2 separate regions of the Rattus norvegicus genome follow, and region 1 is linked to region 2. A link is a contact called in public Hi-C data. All regions are on one chromosome and are shown on one strand. The core of a region is the stretch at or near the end of the contact, and the rest is flanking DNA. Distances in the headings are between cores, read along the strand shown.

Region 1 (6,589 bases), core at 2,883-5,382, 590 kb before region 2:
GCTCAGATCATACCCCAGGTGCCCGCTTCTCAAGCATGCAATCTATCCATTCCTAGAGTCTGTTAGAGATGCAAGGAGTTGCATGTGCCAGGAAGAGCAGTGCAAACCAGGATGATTTGCATGTAGCTCTTTAGCATCCAGTGGTGTTTGTAAAAGATCTTTGTAGAAGGCTAAGGAGTTCCCCCACCTACAATTAATTGATTAATCAATTAACTAATTAATTAATTCATAAGACAGACTTAATTTTATTCCTGTGTGGGTCTTTGAAAACATGGTAAATGGTTTGTTATTTAGCTGAAGTACCAATTAAAGCACATAAATTCAGTGTACTATCACCTCTTGCTATCTTTTCAAGCAGTTTCGCTTCTCCTAAGAAAATGACTTTCATGTTTAATATTATTGAATGGTTTTTAGTAAATAGCTCACTTTAATTATCACATCGACTGTCTAAGGAATGTGTCTTAATTAAATTTATTCTGCTTTAATAAAAATACCCCAGCTAAAAGCAACTTAGGAAAAGTTTGTTTCATCTTATATGTTATAGTCCATCATTGAAGAAAGTAGGACAGAAACTAAAGCAAAAACTAATTAAGCAGAGTCCATAGACAAACACTGCTTGACAGCATCCTCATAGGGTCCTGCTTAGCTAGCTTCTTTCTTATACAGTTCAAGATCACCTGCTCAGGGAATGGTGCCACTCACAGTGGGCTGGGTCCTTCTATATCAATTATAATAAATGCTATCTCTCACAGACACACCCACAGTAGTCAATCTGTTCTAGGCATTTTCCTTCTTAGATGTGTGAAAATGGTACTTAAAGCTAAGCATCAATATAGTATATTTTATGTATGTATGGCACATCATACTATTGCTACTGGTCAAGACAGGTTTGGAGTACATGCATCCAGGCTCCAGGGAGTCCATGGAGGAGTCAAGAGAATCTTAGAGGCTAAGTGAGCACCAACTCTTGTTTCAGACAACATTCATGTGCTATCCTCCAACAAGAAGATTTTTTTCACTCACTGGAGCTGAAGATACCATTTCCTTGTCTAGGTTCCTACAATTGCACATACCTTAGCTCTGCTGGTGGAGAGCAGTTGTCTGTTTTGTGCCTGTGTTCACACTGAAGAACAAGAAGAGGTCTTAAGAGAAAGGTATATGTCTCCTCCACTGGCAGCCATTGTGTGAGAGACTGGGTGTACTCCAAATGCTTCACAATTGGGGAATGCTGAATGGCTGAAACATTTGGATACAGGGCATTTAATTCAAGTCTATGTATATGAATATTAGAAAAGGGGAGGTCAGTTAATTGCCCTTAGGGATCTTGTTTTATATTGAAATTTATTAGAAATTTATGATGTCCTGGTCATTGCTTTAGGCACAGAGTAAGAGTAATGCCACTGCCCCTTTGGAGCATGTAGTGTAGTTATTGATTAATACTTTAGCAAACAAACAGGGAATTAGTTCATGAATAAGAAGACAGAGCAATACCAGGCACTGTCTGAAGAAGTGTTCCGTGAGTGCTACAAAGATAAGAAGGGAGCAAGGAGACAGGACTAGGAGGCAGTGGGAGGAAGCTGTTGTAGTGAACTTGAAGAAAAAAAGAAGAGGGTCTGGAGGCCTTGGTTTAGCTTGGTAGATGAACCCCAAGGGGCAGATCTTGAGAAGGACTGAACTTAGCACATTTAGAATGACCTACCGTTAGCCTGGGCACAGCTGCTGAGAGAAATAGATCAGGGCAGTTGGAGCTCAAGGGCTTCACACAAAAGGAAGGAGGTGCGAGCTTATTCCCAGGGTGAACTTTTTGTTGTTGTTGTTGTTGTTTTAACCACAATAGAAACACCATTTGATTTGTAGCATGAAAATATTTTTTTTCTGTCTGTTTTTATGTAGAGCGCAACATTTGGGCCCTCGAAATTTGTTTCCCTGTTCCCAGTATACTTAAATGTCTAGATAAAAGTCATGAAAATATTAATGATAAAATATTCTATAATACTTTCAATTTTTTTTTTACATTTTTGACCACATGTGAATGCCAGGCCTTGAGTTGGGTTCTCTCTCTATTATTCCTATAGAAGTGTAATGAGAAATGAGTAATAATCCCCTCCTAGTTAGGAGATGGTGATGACGGTGGAGATGGCTTTTCTACATGGAGGGATGAGTGGAGTTAGAGTTTGCACATCAGGCAGTCGGTCCTATCTACTTGGGTTCCTCATATCCTGGCTCCCTACTTCTTATTGTCTAAAAATCAGCCTCTAGGGCTTTGCTAAAACATGTGGAGGTATCTATGTAGAGGCCATGCAAATGAGCTATGGGTATAATTCTCTGTGAATATCCTAATATTATATGTGTGGATACTGAGTGTAGACATGAGTTGCATTGGTCTATGAGGCAGGGTGGGAACCCGGCTCTGTTTTATTAGAGCCCCTACCTGTAGAGCATTCTGCAGTGAGGGGAATGGGTCCTGTCTGGGCTTTGCAATCCAGTGTGCACTAGTCATCTGTGAGTTCAAATGATTGTGCCTAGTGAAAAGGAGAAACTTTTGGTTTTATATAATTTTACTTAATTTAAATGTCCTTAATAGCCAGTGGATATCCTAGAGAATAGTTTAAATTTTATCCTGAAAATTAATCAGGACAAAGGCCCATTTATATACTTTCTATCACCTTCTCTCCCTTTAAGTCCCCTCTATTTATTACTTATGCTGGTTACTGAGGTCTAGCCATTACAAAGCAGCAAATGGAAAGGGGTTGTGGTTGCAAAGATGACCAGACCCTGTGCGGTGCCTGCTCTGGGAACTGTTCAGTGTAGGAAGGTTAGACACGTACATAAATAACTGAGGCACAAAGCTGAGATCTAATGTTCTAAGTACCATCTGAGAGTAGCAGATAACGGGCCAGGGGATAATAAGCTTTGCTCTGTCTCCTTGTCAGGCTGTTGGGTGAGCCTGAAGTAATTGCAGTGAATGTGTGTTCCTAGTCACATGCTTTGTAGATTTTTCAAGTACTCTGTAGACATGAGCCATCAAAGACAACCTTGTCTTACTCAAGGGGCTTAATAGAATTCTGAGAGCTCACCTCTTTGGCCTTTGATCTTCATGGGCCTATCCTGCAGAAGCCTATATAACCTTTCTGCAATGTAGAAAGGCATATTCAGAAAGGGTAGTCATCTATCTCAGAGCCAACTGTCGGGGTGGATTCTGGTGTGAGCCCACGGGCTTCCTGACTGCAGAGTCAATGAGCTCTGCACTCCCCTCACTGCCCTATTCTGTGAGCCACTGACATCTGTGCATCCTATTTCCAGCACTAATGAGGCTCATAACAAAAGAATTTCAGAGCTTTGGGCAAATTGGTTGAGGCTAGCTTGGATGAGCTTCAGATAGCCTCTGATTTATGGGAAGACTTTGTTTTTCTTCACATGAAGACATTTGTCGTAACAGAGGATGTACCAATGTGAAGTCAATAGTGAGGGCATTCTGGTATGGCCAGAGGTGGCCCTGGTTTCCACAACCTTATGGAGTTCCCAGGCTCCTGAGCACCTCTATTCATTTACCTATTATCTCCCTCTTATAGATAAGTAAGTCCCATGGAGACCAAGAACCAGTCACCTCTCACTTCTGCTGGATTAGCTCTACATTTCTTCACTATCATCCCAAACAGTGTCTCCAATTAAACCAATCTAGGCCTTTCTCCAGTCTTTGCCTTGAAAATTAAATACCGAGTCACATGTGAGATTGAATAACTTCGTTTGTTGAAATCTTTAGGGGATGCACGGCTGTTGTAAGGTTTCTCAGAATGGGGTCTGTGTGGTGCACCTCTGTGTCTACCACAAGAGGGAAGACTTCCCAATTCTTTCCTACTCTAGTTTTTCTTCCTGTAAATTCTCAACGGTACTTGTCCGGACTTACAATATACTGCCTCCCCCCCCCCCCATTAAATTCAATGGATTGCTATGTTTTGCAATCCAGTATGCTAGCCCAAGGCTGCAGGTCCCTTGACCTGTAAAGCAAGAGATTGGATGGGCTTTCCCATTTTGAAATCTGATGATTCTTATCACCCTTCCCACAGCCAGCAATGCAGAAAGTGGAACACAGTCAGCTGCTGCTGCAAGCCTCTTATCAGATACAGACCCAGACAGGCACGGTCTGGCTTCAGTGTGCCTGGGATTTATTCACCTAGAACACAAGAAAGTACCAGGTGACATCTGAGCTGTGGCAGCAGCCAGCTGGCTCCCAGCATGCATCAGGCACAAGAACTGTTCATGAGGAACACTGAGCTCAAATAATTCTTGGTTCAGACTCTGGGAGCCCCAGAACACTGGGAAAATTCTGAAAAATACAATTCTGATGTGGAAGCCCCAGTTCCTCCTATAACCCAGCAGAAGGAAGCTCACCGAAGCACTGAGGATGCTACCTGGGGCACGTATCTTGGGAGATCCCTGATACTGAATTCTTGGGTATCATACAGTGTTGGGGTCTCAACTTAAATGCTCTGTGTACCATGTACGAATGACTTAACCTTAGTCTCTCCATGTAGGTTTCTCTATCTTCAGAGTATATAGAAGTGGTGGATGGCTTAGTGGATAGAGGCACTTGCTTTGCAAGTGTGGGGACCTGAGTTCGAATCCCCAGCATCCATGTAAAATTCTGGGCATGGCTTCACACACCTATAACAAGGGGATGTCATAATAGAGTTTAGGAGCACTCTGGCCAGTCAGCCTCACTAAAATAGCTAGACTCCAGTTTAGTGGGACTGAGTTTCAAGGCAGCAAGGCATGGAGTTTTGGGGAAGATACCCAAAACCCTCCTCTGGCTTCCACATGCACCGGCACCCAGAAGCACACACCACACGTGTGTACAACACACTACACCACACACAAGTACAAAGGGCATCTGCAACTTATCTCTCAGATTCTTCCTGAACAGTGAGAAATAACACGAAATACAGCATTCATTCTGATGCCAAACACACACTTGAACAGTTATTATTAGTGTTGAAGAGGAACAACACGATCTTCGAATTAGCAAGGCTCTGTCTGTTCCAGGCATTGTGACAAGCGCCAAGAAAACAAATATATCAAAATATGCTCTTGACCTCAAAGAATTTCAGCCTAATAAGAAAGACAAATTATTGTTCTAATCCAACCCTCGCACACCCCTGCTAAGTGACCTTGGTTAAATCATTCTAGACTGTGGCTCTCCACTTCCTATAAAACAAAGAATTCATATAATTTGTAGCATTGGGGTGCCCAGCGGAGGTGTGGTCAATAAGCTGCCAGGCACAAGGCTAATCTGGCACCGTTGCCTTTGGATTCTTGTCAGTTTCTTGGCAGATCAGAATGACCAATACCTTGAGACCCCAAGGAGTTCAGCCTCATTGATGTTTGACGCTATTTCTTACCCCATGGAACACATTAAGACAGAAACGTGACTTTATGAAGGACCAGAAGCCAGGAAACCTTAAGTTCAAGCACCATGTTTTCCTACTTTGAGCTCAGAAAAGTTAAAGCCCTGGTAAATTAGAGTTTGGGGGCAAAAAATGCAACTCGGGGGTGAGCAGGGTTTAGTCCTTACTTGACTCTTAGTACGTGAAGTCTGATGGAGGAGCCTCAGCGAGGGGCCTCAGGTTCTCATTGGTGTCCTAGGCTAGCTCTCCTTCACAGCAGTGTGACAGCGTTCCTCAAGAGAGTTTGTAAGATACTTTAAACAGACTAGAATGCAGTAGCTGGCTAATTGTCATTATTGTTGAGTAATTTATAATTCAGAGCCAGCCCATGGATAGAAACCGAGATAGGCCAGTACTCGGATGTTAAATTGAGCTAAATTAGCTGTGATCCATCCGTATGTGACTTCACAGGTGACACACACAAAGTACCAGTGTCTGTCTGTTGTCACTGCTTTGGGACACTCTCAGCCTCACACTGTGCTTAGGGAACAGTTCTTTATCTTTTGCTTTTTTTTCATTTTATTTTTTTCCCCTATGTATTTTTTCTCCTGCTTCTTGAAGGGGAAACCTATTTTTCCTGACTGAGAAATGTGGGCATGATATTACTGTGGTCACTCACAAGGCACACAAGCTGTGACCTTGCCGACAGATGATTTTCCAATCAGGTCTGGGAAACGCAGGCCCTCATACCCTTGATGTCATCCAGCCAGGCCACTCGTGGCTGTGTGATAGTTCTTGGTGATTGGTGTTGAAGGAACGAGTGAGTCCTTCACACTTACACACTTGTGCTAGCTCCTCATGACTCATGTCTCCTGCTCATGATGACCAGTCACCACAGAGAGATGGAGGGCTATGGGATAGAGGTTCCAGATGAATCCATCACTCATCTCCCAAGGGGACTCTAAGGGACACAGTGACTCACTGTCCCAAACTCAGAGAGAGGAAACATGATGGTCAGCTTGCACATGAATGATCTTGAAGGCTGTGGCGCCTGATGACAAGCCACATTTCTAGGCTTTCGGAAGAATTATAAAAGTGGGTCTCTCTCCTGGGATCAATCTCCTCAGATACATCTCGATGCGTTGTGAGAACCAGAATCAAAACCATAATAACTCATCATGCAGTGAATTCACAAGCTGCTAGTC
Region 2 (6,369 bases), core at 2,981-5,480:
TCCCTAGTGAGACTTAATGACAAAGGAAATATGGTTTATGCCTGCCCTTCTGCCTTCCCTGAAGGCTACATGCTGGAAAAGAAGCCAAAAATTGTCCTTGAAAGACAGGACGGAGCTGAGTTGCTGTAAGGTGGTCAGAAATAGACCATGTGTGAAAATACTGGGAAGGGAGAGCTGCAGCAATCTGCAACCCGGGGCTGAACACACAGGATAGGCTCCAATGAGGTTTGCAACGGGGCCCCAGGCCTTAGCATAACAGACTCCGTGATGGAAGTCTCGCTCAGGCTGGAAAACTCAGCACGTAGACTGCAGCACCTGCCAGAACTAAAACAAAGGCCTAACCCATCAAACCCACAGTTCTGGAAAAGTCTCAACATGTCCTAACCTTACTTTTTTAGCTTCTGTAGTTCCGCTTCTGGCTAACTGAAGTCTGTCATCTCAGAACATGGTTTTTTTGTACTTAAAAGTTTACCATGAGAAAGATGCAGTGCTGTACTGGGATCTGGAACACCCAGTGTAGTCACCAGCTGGCTGATAATGACTTTCTATTGGCTTAAATCCATGTCTGATCGTATCTGGTGAATACCCAGCGAGGTTGAATTCTCTCGTTCCATCTCTTTTCTCTTTTCCTTCCGGGACAATGGGGCTGAGAGAAGTTAGTCTCTCACACAGGCCCATTGAATAGTCTGAATGACCACAACAAAGTCATTCTGGCTAGACAGAAGCTCGTGGTCTTGCTCTGTGTTGTTCACTTGCTTGCTGGGCTACAAGGAAGCCAGGAGAATGAGAAAGTGCACAGTGTGCCTCAGACTGGTCCTGGGAGACCCATTTCCATGAGACCGCAACTTGGAAGCTAGAGTTCTGCTTTGCACAGCTTTTCACTCATCCATATTCTACAGTCACAAAATCAAGTCCCCTGGCCTCTGCCACCTCCATCCACTCACCCCAGCCACACTCTTGAATATTCCCCACACTTCCCATCTCAGAGCCTACGCACCCATTGTTTTCTCCTCAGGGAAGATGTTTCTTTGACTGGTCTCACTAGTACTCAGGTATAAACCTCAAAGCCCCCTCAGGTTAGCATGTAGTAAGCAGCACCGCAGTCTGAGACAACAGAGGGAGGTTTCAAATCTACACCATTCCCATCGGAGAACAATGGGGACTCACTTCTTGCTTTATAAAGTGGGGCGCCCACTTTATCTCTATAAAAATAAGATGCGAATGAATTTCTCTGTTATCCCATACAGAGGCCTGAAAGAATGATCATCCAGGATGACCTAAATTAGCTTCCATACTAGCTAGAGGAAAAGAGGAAAAAGGCCATTCCTGACTGGAGCAGAGCAACTGTGCTCAGCACCCCCCCACCCCCCCCCAGATGTCCCTGCCTAATAGTGCAGGGCACTGCTGAAGAGGCTGGAGGACAAGGAGAGGCCACAGGACGGCCATGAGGAAGTCCCTGGGTGATTCTCGCTAGAACCCTTTGTCTAAGACTAAGGACTTGATGGTAGATTGTGTGGGCTTACAGCATCTTCTCTGAAGAACATGCTGTTGGTATTCAACTGGCTGTAGTTGTAACCCAGAATTCCTTCCCACACAGCCAGGGTGGAGAGCAAGGGAGCCTCCTCGTCGGAGCATTTATCCCACACAGTTGCACCCAGGCACAAAACATCCACTCTGGGTCACAGGGTGTTCACACTCAGTGACGAAATTCCATCGATGGCCCAGACCTCAGCGGTCCTCCACTGTGCATTTCCTACTTATGTTTGCAGGAAGGGGCACTTATCATCTCCCCAGAGAGAGCTAGTAACTGACCGGAAGCCAGAAGATCTGGGAAACTAGATTGGGGTTCCCAGGTATACAACTTTGGTGAGCCATGTGGTCCCCAAGCCTCGGTTCCCTAACGTATAAAACAAGGCTTGTAAGTGGTGCACATACACAGATACAGGCCATGCCCTCATACACATAAGATAATAAGAAATAAAGTTAGAAGAAGCAAAGGGCATGATGTTAATCTACAATTCCAGTTTCCTCAACAACAAATGTATAATCTATGTAACATCACACAGGCATCGGAGGCTGCGAACAGTTCAGTTTAAAGACGAGTAAAGTCTCCACCGTCTGAGAAATACATGCCAGTCTCCTTTCTATTCAGTCTTCTCACACTGCCCAAAAGCAGTCAATCAATACTCAGGCTTTGGCACCTTTGCTTAATTTTGCTCAGTAAAGGAATTCATGCAAACGCTTCGAACCACTGCCTGCTCTTAGGTGATTTAAGCCAATGGTGTTGAGACTTATCAATGGTGGGTGTTGCATGAATCGGTCAGTAGCTAACTTGTTTTTATATCTGATAACTATTTCATTGTGTGAACATACTTTGAATTGCATTGACCTTCGCATCACTTAGGCAACAGTCTGCATACCTTAAAATAAACAGGCGTTAAACACATTATCTGGTAAGCTGTCACACGTGTGGGAACCTAAGAGACCCTCCCTCCTCCCTGCGGGATAAATGCTCAGCTTCTATGTTTCACACCGTTTGGTCTATAGTCCAGGCTTGTCTCCAACTGGAAATTCTCCTGTCTCAGCTTCCCACACTCTAGGCTTACGGACATACCCCACCATGTCATTCTGGAACCAGACTCACGATGTCACTCAATTTCAAAATGCTGCTCGAATCACTGACAACATCTCGTGAGCTTCTGCCTTCGGTGTTCAGGTCTCAGCTGGTCATCAACCCGATTTCTCAGTTACCATAGCTTTGACTTTCTGATCTTGACTATATGTAAACAGAATTTACCCTCTGTCTCATTCTCCTCAATAATTTTTGGTATTGAAAAAATGTATCTATATGTCTTTTTGATTCTTTCTTGCTGCATGAAATTGAGAATTTATACTGAGTCATGTTACAAAATAATACCAAGGGTTGGGGATTTAGCTTAGTGGTAGAGCGCTTTCCTAGCAAGCGCAAGGGCCTGGATTTGGTCCTCAGCTCTGAAAAAAAAAAGTATTAAAGCCCAACAAAATAATACCGAACATTATTTGTTCTCCTGTCTATCAAGGGTCATTTATTGCCTCTCCTGGTTTTAAATAGACATGACTAAATCTGTTATGAACATATTTTATTAAAGAAGGAAGATGTCCAAAGGTCTGAAGAACCGCAGATGAAGCCTCTCTTTCCTTTAGGAGCTCTGATCAAGGCAGTAGAATTAGAAGCAGTAGCAGCAGGGAATTCACATTAAGCCACTGGGATACCTTAGATTGGAGTGTCCCATGATTCTGAGAATGAACTGATTTACATATACTTGGTCTTCAAAAATTCAGAAACTCAGACCCATCCTAGCCAATAAAGTGTGTGCCTTTACGGAAACAGATGTCCTCCTTACTTGTCCTTTGAGATGATGGATGGCCTTCTGCCTTCCTTTGTCCCCAACCACTTGACAGGTATTAAAGAGTTGTGCTGCTTTTAGCCACCAACTAACATTTACTGCGATACTGAGCAAGGTTCTAGCTGCTGTCGCTCATTATCCCCAGCAGATCGGTAAAGTGCAGCTCCCAGTTGGTCTCTGTGAAGACTGTTTTAGCTCCCAAGTCCTCACTCTACTCACTGCCTTGAGAAGGCAGCTGAACTTTCCACAAATACTCCTTATCTAATGTTAATATTACTACTAATACTAATACTAATAGGTCCAGGAAGGATGATCCTCTCCCTTCTTGCACATACCTATCTTCTCAGCCCACACAGCCGTCTCTGACTTCTCCTGAAGTCGACCTGCTCTGACTTCCCCTAGAGTCAGTCATCCAAGGGAAGTTCAGGCAAAGCAGGAAAGCAGGACTTTCCACTCAGCAGAGGATCCCAGACTTGCCAAGTTCTCCCGCAGCCCGGCGCCTGGAGGCGGGCCCTGTGCATTCTATCATTGCATAAGTGTTATTCCAGCCAGTTCCTGGAATCGGAAACATGGCAAACCATTCACCTGGTGGAAAGCCCTTGCCAGGAGCAATGGTTGTTTGGTTAGCTGTGCCTTCAGAGTCCTTTCCAGGAGGCTGGCCAGAGAAGAGGTTTGTCTAGCAGGGCCTGTTTCTTAAGTCAAAGTTACTGTGTTTTCACTCTTCTTCAGCAACCCAACATAGATTTTTCTTCCCCATAATCTCTCCATCTTCCTCACAGCTGGGTCAGGTATCCCATCTCTTTCTTGTTGGTCTCCAAGGCTTCCTGCTTCTGCCAGGGCCCAGGTCTAAGACAGCCCTCTTACTGCATCGGGAAGAAATTTCCCTGTGCCAGGACCTTCCCAAACGTCAGTCATCGTACAGGAGGCCCACCCTAGTGCCTCCAACAGTTCTAGTATCTGAACTAGATACTAGTTGAGGGATTACTCCTCTCACTCTTGAGTGGTCCACAATGAAGCTGTTTTGTTCTAATCTAAAAGGAAATGCTTTAAAACACTTATTCAGATAGACCGCCCCTTCTGAGATGACAAGTTTCTTGAAATAATGAGGGTGGTGTTTTCTTTGGTTTGGTTTGTCTCTACATCCCCGAAACACAGCTCACTGCCAGGCACACAGTGGTAATTGCCCAAGACATGATTGCCAAAGTTCAATGAACCGGGCTAAAGATGCTCTGAGTCTGTGGTAGATTGCTTGCTGGTGCCTTAGGTTCAATCCCCAGCACTTCTGAGAAGTCCTGTGAACTGGTAGTTACTGATTAATCAGAGCTCATAAAGATAAAGAGACAGCCAGTGTAACTAGTCTTAAGCTGATAAAATTCTAGCCAAAACAGTTCAGTCCATGTCTGCAGCTTTATCTGAGCTACAGAGACACAATTTCCAGTATAATTTTTCTATTAAAAAAAATGGTTCTTATAACTCTTTATTAATTTATAGCTCTTGATTAATTCATTTTAGATCAGGATTCTAGACTGGAATTCATTAACTTGTTCAACTCACTCTTCCACCAGTGAAGAAGTTACTGTTAACTCTAATTGCCTCGAGACCCTCGTTAGGAAACACATTCAAGTGGTGTGGCCATGGGTGGGAGTCCTCATCAAATGAGCTCCCAAGACATAACTGGGAAATAAATAGAAATTACTAAATTGCCAGTGGAACAATGTATGCCCCATGGTGTATATTCATGTCTATTTAAGATTTTGCTGGTAGCCTTTCCAGAACTTTATGTCTCAGGAATTCAAATCTATATTCTGACATTTTCTAAGTCTGCGCTATATAGAACCTCACCGAACTTATTAAAATTCCATGGTTTTATATTTTCACAGATAAACTACAATACACACACACACACACACACACACACACACATATATGTGTGTGTTTCACATGTTGACTGATACATTTGAAAAGCGCGCGCGCGCGCGCACGCGCACACACACACACACACACACACACACACACGCACCTATAAAATTGCTAACATAACTTAAATCTGTCCCTTTTACAAGATTAGGCACTTGAATGGAGAAATGGTGCCCTACACATTCTCCTCTTCATCTCCCCAGGTGGTAGTTCTAAGGTGACCAGATGAACAGCAAACAGCTTTAGACAATGATTGTCAAACATTCCTGGGTGTACTGATACCACCTGCCTCTAGCAAGAACTAAGACAAGGCCAGGAATGCCCATGGCTCTGATTCAGACTTGTGTCCATGAAGCGGAAAAGGCATTGCCAGACAAAAGCAGCAGACAGTCCTTTCTTCTCTGGACCACTCAGGAGAGCCTTTCCCTCACTCCTTTGCTAAACTGGACTTTCTCTGCTATCCATAGGCTCAGAAACCTGGTTTTGTGATCCCAAGAGTTGGCCCTTCTCTTCTATGGACCAAGGCAAGCAGTTTTTCCTATGCATTATTATATACTGAGAATATGGACTGACCTTATCACAGTCGTGAGTTCTCATGTTGCCTCAGGCAGCACAACATCTCTGTGGGGCTGCTTGGCTTGGGATATCACGTCACACTCTACAGACCTCCAAGTGACCAAGTGTCAGCACAAAGGGAGTTAACTGAATAAAGTCTATCTAAGAACCTAAACAAGAGAGCTCGTGGTCCAGGCATAGTGACACAGGGCTGTAATGCCAGCGCCCGAGAGAGGTAATAGAAGTGTAAGTTTGATTCCAACTTGAGCTACTTAGTAAGACTCTGTCCCCTGAAAAACCCAGAAAGCTAGCTTCATGTGGTCCCTAATATGCAGCATGGACAGGTACCAAAATGTTCCTGTTCCTCTGTGCCTCTATTGTCCTTCTTTCTTCAAGAACAAACATAAAATCCACAGTTGAGGAACTAGGGCTAAAAACAAACTCAGTGATGAGAAACGCTTCATCCCTTCTCCGATCTATCCTTATCTATTAAATGTGAATGAAACTTTAA

What was found. A called contact is a pair of places that touch in the nucleus more often than the background predicts.
Region 1: a contact with region 2 is called in a Hi-C map of kidney, with 2.8 times the contacts expected there. The contact joins two enhancer-like sites. A contact is called at or near these places in 3 of 12 Hi-C or Micro-C datasets (frontal cortex, kidney and liver).

The regions. Positions count from the first base shown.
Region 1 is chr5:125,906,709-125,913,297 of GRCr8, reverse strand. No RefSeq gene overlaps it. Among named protein-coding and RNA genes, the nearest start is that of Rpl32l3, 36 kb to the right of the region's middle. Within about 2 kb of position 4,132, at least 4 of the 93 cell types and tissues checked have an H3K27ac peak or open chromatin away from gene starts, as enhancers often do. A contact at or near this core is called in kidney, where this site is marked.
Region 2 is chr5:125,320,197-125,326,565 of GRCr8, reverse strand. No RefSeq gene overlaps it. Among named protein-coding and RNA genes, the nearest start is that of Plpp3, 170 kb to the right of the region's middle. Within about 2 kb of position 4,230, at least 14 of the 93 cell types and tissues checked have an H3K27ac peak or open chromatin away from gene starts, as enhancers often do. A contact at or near this core is called in kidney, where this site is marked.